Linked DNA regions of Mus musculus: region 2 is linked to region 1. The links are chromatin contacts, called in public Hi-C maps. All regions are on one chromosome and are shown on one strand. The core of a region is the stretch at or near the end of the contact, and the rest is flanking DNA. Distances in the headings are between cores, read along the strand shown. Region 1 has its middle 27 kb from the start of Gm39398. Region 2 holds the start of Adamts7 (a disintegrin-like and metallopeptidase (reprolysin type) with thrombospondin type 1 motif, 7).

Region 1 (3,524 bases), core at 370-2,869:
GCTGAGAAGCACCTAAAAAAATGTTCAACATCCTTAATCATCAGGGAAATGCAAATCAAAACAACCCTGAGATTCCACCTCACACCAGTCAGAATGGCTAAGATCAATCACTCAGGTGACAGCAGATGCTAGCAAGGATGTGGAGAAAGAGGAACATTCCTCTGTTGCTGCTGGGATTGCAAGCTGGTACAACTACTCTGGAAATCAGTTTGGTGGTTCCTCAGAAAATTGGACATAGTACTACTGGAAGATCCAGCAATTCCACTCCTGGGCATATACCCAGAAGATGCTCCAACTTGTAATGAGGACACATGGTTCACTATGTTCATAGTAGCCTTATTTATAATAGCCAGAAGCAGGAAAGAACCCAGATGTCCCTCAACAGAGAAATGGATACAGAAAATGTGGTACATTGTCAGAAATTTTAGGTTGACATCAGTTCTTTCAGATTTTGAAGCACGTTATTCCTGGCTTTTTTGCATTCACAGTTCCCATTTAGGAAGGAAATAGCAAGAGAGATGGAAGGAATGGAAATTTAATGTCATCAAAGTATTTCACATAATTGAATGAAGATGATTTGAAGAGTAGAACAAAATAGGATTGAAGTATATAGACCATAAGATAACTTGCTTAGGGAATGGTTTATAAGCAAGGAAAAATGACCCTTATATTAAAACAAATGCAATCTAATGAGAGCTGAGGTTGATGTGGTGACATGATTAATTTTGATTCATCTAGCAAGAGTGAACAAAGACTAAGGAAAAAAAACTTTGTTTAAGATTGTTGCAATACAAATTATTATAATAAGAATTTTCTAATTACATCTTTGAATGCATGTGTCCCAAGGAACAGCAGAAAAGAGTTTTCCCCCCATCCATAGGAGTAAACAAGACTTTACATCATTGACTGTGGAGAAATCAGATGAATGGTCAGAAGGGCCCTACATAAATATTGACTAGATAATGTTTTACCTTGAGGTCAGACACATCCTGGGAGAGGCTTTGCATACTGACTGTACTGATGATGGGATAAAAATCACAAACAAAATTTTGGGTTGGTGAATTTAGTAAACATTTTTGCTCAGATTGACCAGTGGGTTTAACGAGTTTAGACTATCACTTGTGAGTCACAGAATAAGAAGTTGGAGTCTGTGTGGCAATTTCCAACTGTAAGCAAGGGAGGCCACTGTGGGTTTGATCTAAATTACATGGGAAGTGATGGTTCACCACAGGAAGAAGCCATCTTTGGCTATGAAAAGAGTGGAGACACTTCTTCATTGTCTCTGTTTTGTAGGATCACAGTCCTTGGGTAGATTAATTAGGCAAGTTTCAGAAAGAGGAAGTTAGTTACATTATGGGGAAGTTGATGGAGAATGAAATGAAATGCAGAAATTACACAATAATTCAAGTGTAATTGCCCTGAATCAGTTAGAGACAGTCGTGATTCAAATGTAACAGCCTGGCAAGGAGGAGGCAATAGTCATAAAGAAAGAAGGATTGAAAATATTTTTAAAAAAATCAAATAAATCAATAACAAATACTTGGACATCGTAGTGTTTGATTTGAGAACTGAGCCTAACATATTTTTGAAGTCAAAACTCTGTTAGAAATTTAATCCTGTTAACTACAATTTCCCTTTAAGTTCTTCAGTGGTCTTTTTAGTTTTTGCTATGTATGCGATCCTTTGATTCCCAAAGTCCTTCCTTAATCTTTCAGAGACTTCATTTTCCCTTAGTATGTTTCCTTCCCTTCATGTCCTATACTCTTGTTTCATCTGATTTCATTTCACAACCAAAATTAGACTGCCGTATCTCTTGTTGTTGATCAATTTCTTGTTTTATAAAGTCAATTATTTTATACTTTATCTCTACCTTGCAGAACAGGAGTCAGAAAGAATGTGAGAACTGGAAGTCGGGGAGAAGGGCTTTGAATGTTCTCTTCTTCTAGATAAGACATGGCTTTTTAAAAGTATAACTTACTGCAGCTGAAGTGCTTGTATTGACCCTGTGCAGGACAGGTCTTACCAAGCATCACTCATGGATAGAGTGGCTTGAGAGGCCCTACTTATCACTGATTAGCCATTGTTAATGATGGATTCCGGGAGAGAGGACACCACTGGATTCAGTTGTGTATCCCGTGATAAGTCTACCCAGCTCCAGTGAATAGGTCCCAAACCACAGTCACACATACAGCCCTGCTTAACCTCACTGGGCCAGAAAACATAAACGTGGAGAAAAATTAGTAGGAAAGAGCGTTGTCAGGTATGGGAAGAAGGTAAGCTGGGGAAGTAACGGGAGTCATAAGAATGAATTACATCTGAGTACAAACTTTTCCAATAACAGATTCAATAGATAAAAAGAGACTGTATCCTTTAACTCTAGATCTTTATCTGAGTTAAAATTATAACATATATCATAATCCAAATTATATCAATTCTTGTCTTATTTTTACTGCTAAAAATATATTCAAAAGACTGAAGTGGTTTCCTCAGCGGTTAAGAGTATTTCTTAGATCTTCCCAGCCACCACAGGGAGAGGAGTTGCCTCTGTGTCCGCTCAACTGTAATGGATGCTCAAGCTCCTGTTTTCTAATCAAGAGGAATAAGCAGACATACAGCACAGAACCCAGTTTTCTAAAGGCCCAAAACTTCTGCTATAAGGGGCTTATTTACTGCAATACTGTGTAAGTGGAGCCCATAGGTGACATTAAAGAAACAGTAGAGTACCCTGACACTATCAACACTGCCCCGCCACCAGTGTTCCCTATTCTTTCTTTCTTTTTTTTTATTACATATTTTCCTCAATTACATTTCCAATGCTATCCCAAAAGTCCCCCCTCTCCCCCCCCCACTCCCCTACCCACCCATTCCCATTTTTTGGCCCTGGTGTTCCCCTGTACCGGGGCATATAAAGTTTGCCTGTCCAATGGGCCTCTCTTTCCAGTGATCGCCGACTAGGCCATCTTTTGATACATATGCAGCTAGAGTCAAGAGCTCCAGGGTACTGGTTAGTTCATAATGTTGCACCTACAGAGTTGCAGATCTCTTTAGCTCCTTGGATACTTTCTCTAGCTCCTCCATTGGGGGCCCTGTGATCCATCCAATAGCTGAGTGTGAGCATCCACTTCTGTGTTTGCTAGGCCCCGGCCTAGTCTCACAAGAGACAGCTATATCACGGTCCTTGCAACAAACGCTTGCTAGTGTATGCAATGGTGTCATCGTTTGGAGGCTAATTATGGGATGGATCCCTGGATATGGTAGTCTCTAGATGGTCCATCCTTTTGTCTCAGCTCCAAACTTTGTCTCTGTAACTCCTTCCATGGGTGATTGTTTCCAATTCTAAGAAGGGGCAAAGTGTCCACACTTTGGTCTTCGTTCTTCTTCAGTTTCATGTGTCTTGCAAATTGTATCTTATATCTCGGGTATACTAAGTTTCTGGGCTAATATCCACTTATCAGTGAGTACATATCATTTGAGTTCTTTTGTGATTGTGTTACCTCACTCAGGATGATGCCCTCCAGGTCCAT
Region 2 (3,524 bases), core at 716-3,215, 270 kb before region 1:
TTCTTTCATGCAGTTGTTTCTGTCTGGTCATTGTTGTTCACAGATCAAATGGATATGTAATCGTGGCAGCTTTCTGTGACCATCACATAGAAAATAGATCTCTGTTTTCAAGCTGTTTATTTTCCTCAGTGTGCTTCGTGGTGGCTGGTTCCATTTCAACATTTTCCTATGTGCTTGTTATGTGACTTCATTCAGAGTCTGGACTCATTGATTTTTTTTTTTTTTTTTACAGCTGCATCCCTTGGTCCTGCAGCAAAACCTAGCACTTATGGACTTATGGACTGAGCAGCTTGCTAAGAAGAGGACATGTCCAGGATGCAGTGGCCGATCAATCTAAAGATTTCTGGCTTTGAGGCTTGTATGAGGGTAGATGAGGGACTGAGGAGGAGGCAACTGCTATGAACAACCCTCTGGAGAAGCTTGAGAAGAGGGCAGAGGGACAAGTAGGAGTTACAAGGGATGCGTAGCCACAGGGGGTACATCAGTGTCTACTAGGGATAGAATGTTTTAGACTGAGGGTTAGTAGCTCATGGAAACCATGGACAGAAGAAAATATTGGAACTGAATCCTTTTGGGAAGACGGAGGGAGAGGGTTGCAGAGTCCTGGTGAGATCATTTTCCAACAGTGCAAAGTGTTTGCTCTGCATATTCAGAAAGAGAAAGTAGGTGCCAGCTTTCCGTACCTTTGCACTGGGTGGGAGATGTTCAGGAAGATGGGATAGCCTTTGTTGTTCCTGCCACTGTCAGAGGTGGGGGGGTGGGGGGGGAGAGGGAAGATGGAGCCCGAAGAGGTCAAAGGGTAAAGAGAAGAAAGATGACAAGGGACTAGAGGACACAAAACGAAATAAACCAACAACAATCTCCGCTGCAGGGGATGTCACAGCCTCAGGTGGTACCAAGACCTAAAAGAACTAAGATGGAGACATTGAGGATGACTGTGAGGAGAGCAGATGTCGATGCATTACACACATCTCCCTAGAGCTAAGAGAGCCGGACAGCAGAGAGATACAAGTGAGCTCTCTGGTAGGAGAAACACCATGAAACTGCCAATGAGCCGTATGGGTCCCTGTGTACCTTGGTGGGCACAAAGAGTGGCCAAGGGGGAGAAGAAGGATTGTACAAGTACATCACTGTCAGGGTAGAACCAGGCTCAGTGAAGGTGTGTGTGTGTGTGTGTGTGTGTGTGTGTGTGTGTGTGTGTGTGTGTGTGTGTGCGCGCCCGCGCGCGCCCGCGTGCATGTTCTCCTGAGTCTGCTCCTGGAAGTATAGGCTAAAGGGGATGTGGATTAGGGCCACCAAGGACAGAAGATTTTTAGGAATATGAAGCAAGGTTGGCTGGCTTTCAGGCTACCAGGGTCCCTTCTGAAAGTCTGTAGCCACTGTCTTGGCCCACCAGAGTCTCTAGGCTGTTGGCAGAACGCTGTGCCGAGTCCAGGGAAAACAGACATCTGAAAGCATCTGGAGGCAAGGAATCAGCGAACTGCTGCCCAGTCTAGAAGGGCCCAAGTCTTTCTCCTAGGTTGACTTTGGACACAAATCTAGAATCCCCCGGATCGTGCCTCCTTGCTGTGCCATCTCCGTTCCTTGGGGGTTTCCAGGTTTCTTTCTCTGAAGGGCAGGCATTCTTTGCCTGGGACGCATACCCAAGAATGTCTCTTGAAGCATAGATAGTGACAAGAAACTGCAGAACTCCAGATTTTTTTTGGGAGGGGACGGGGGGGGGGGTAGATCTCGGAGGATACAGACGGCCTGGGCGCGCACCACCGCCAGGGGGACGTCTGTAGCCCTGCGGGCGGTCCGGAGCCTGAGTTGGTAGGGTGGGGACCGTGCTCTGCAAGAGGTGGCCCGCCCGCAGGGCGCTGAGGCCTGGCGGGGGCGGGGCGAGACCGGTGGGGGCGGGGGCAGGAGCCCGCCGGGCGGGGCGGGGGTGGGCGCCCTGCTCCCCCTCCCGCCCTCCCTCCTTCCTTTTCTTTCTTTCTTTCTTTCTTTCTTTTTTTTTTCCTGGGCTTCTCGCTCTCTTTCTTTGCCTCGGCAGCTGGCTGAGGGGGCGGGCCTTGCAGTCTTTGTTGCCGGAGGAGCGAGTGCAGCTGCCCGGCGGCTAGAGTCAGGACCCGGACCTTGGGAAGAGTTTAAAGCCAGGCATGTCCTGAGTCGGACCCAGGCCCGGCTGGGACGCAACGGCGTAGACGAAGGAGTGCACAGGGGTCGTCCTGCGGCCACCCCGTCCGGGCCATGCACCGTGGTCCGAGTCTCCTCCTGATCCTGTGCGCTCTGGCGTCCCGCGTCCTCGGACCTGCATCAGGTGGGTGGCTGAGCCTCTGGGACCCGTCTGACCCTGCCACCCTTTCTGCAATCCCAGCCGCTTCTCTGTGCACCCCGCGCAGGACCGGCTTACTCTGAGACTAGGGATCAGCTGGGGTCGTGTTGGCAGCTGAGAGAAGCTGCACCTACCGGGAGCCATCCTTCAGTTGTCCACTCAGCTGGCATCCGGGACTTGCCACTGGAGTGAGCTTGCACTCTCTTCGGGCTTCGGCTTCCCTGCCGCGCGTGCTGCGCTGAGTGCATCTTTCCCAGGAGAGCGCTCCTCCGAGTGGGCTGGACGATTCGCGCGAGACGGCTTCTTACACACTCCTTCGGGGTGACTCTCCTGGAAAGCAAACTAGCCAGGACGCTGCTGGGGACCGCGCCAGGTCGCAGGTCTACCGGGGTCCGCCGCCTCTCCTCCCAGCTAGGCGGACGTGGGGGTCCGAGTCCCCATCGCCTTTGCATTTCCTGTTTCCCCCTCCCCCAAGTGTTCAAGGGAGGGGAATGGGGGAGCCTGAGCTTCTTCCTCCGCCCTGGGTTAACTCTCCCAGCCCCGCCTGGCCGGCCGGCCTCCGACGAGCCTCTGGCCAGCATCCAGGCTCTTGTTTGGCCGCGACCTGCGTTGTAGCGCGCTTCTGGAGAGTCCGGAGCAGCGGGCCTGGGACTGTGAGAGTCAGGGATGTGGAAGACCCCAGAGCCCGTGTTTAGCACGCTCCAGGCCAAATGGGGGCTGGTTATGTATCTGCAGGTGAGGGATTCAAGGGTATGACAGGGGTGACGGGACTGGAGGGATGAATGAACTCTTGAGTGAGTTGGACCAATATGCATGGGGCAGGGGTGACCTCAAGGAAGATCTGCCCTGAGCCTGATTAGGCCATTTGCCATCCTGGTCAAGATACTGTAGCTGTGGGCCTGGATGCCAGGGACATTTAAAGCACCGAGGAGAACAGCATTTTGGGATTAATCTAACAGTAACATTCGAGAAGTCTGGGTGTGTGAGTGTGTGAGTACCTGCTGGGACCTAGCCTTAACACATTCTTATTTCTCAAAATCTGTTATCAGAACTGCAAGGCAACCAACATGTATAAAAAGTTCTTCTATGGGTATGGAAACAGGTTAAAAGATTAGCGTGAACTGTCAGAGGGGGGCAGTGGAAAGAGAAAGCAGAAACATCCCTTGCTCCTGGGCCCTTGGAAGGTGTGTGTGGTCAGGGGAGGTCC

What was found. A called contact is a pair of places that touch in the nucleus more often than the background predicts.
Region 2: a Hi-C map of bone marrow-derived macrophages shows a contact between it and region 1, with 19 read pairs. The contact joins the promoter of Adamts7 here to the enhancer-like site in region 1. A contact is called at or near these places in 11 of 39 promoter capture datasets (the 3T3-L1 cell line, the HPC-7 cell line, HPC-7-derived erythroid cells and 7 more), 3 of 484 Hi-C or Micro-C datasets (bone marrow-derived macrophages, myocytes and pre-B cells), 4 of 115 datasets of contacts at active chromatin or transcription factors (bone marrow-derived macrophages, embryonic stem cells and stem cell-derived neural progenitor cells) and 2 of 9 other capture datasets (adipose tissue and embryonic stem cells).

The regions. Positions count from the first base shown.
Region 1 is chr9:90,429,807-90,433,330 of GRCm38.p6, forward strand. No RefSeq gene overlaps it. Among named protein-coding and RNA genes, the nearest start is that of Gm39398, 27 kb to the right of the region's middle. Within about 2 kb of position 1,620, at least 32 of the 459 cell types and tissues checked have an H3K27ac peak or open chromatin away from gene starts, as enhancers often do. A contact at or near this core is called in bone marrow-derived macrophages, where this site is marked.
Region 2 is chr9:90,161,013-90,164,536 of GRCm38.p6, forward strand. Adamts7 (a disintegrin-like and metallopeptidase (reprolysin type) with thrombospondin type 1 motif, 7) reads left to right here and starts at 1,966. Exons shown (of 24, transcript NM_001326351.1): 1 at 1,966-2,302. The coding sequence starts at 2,233.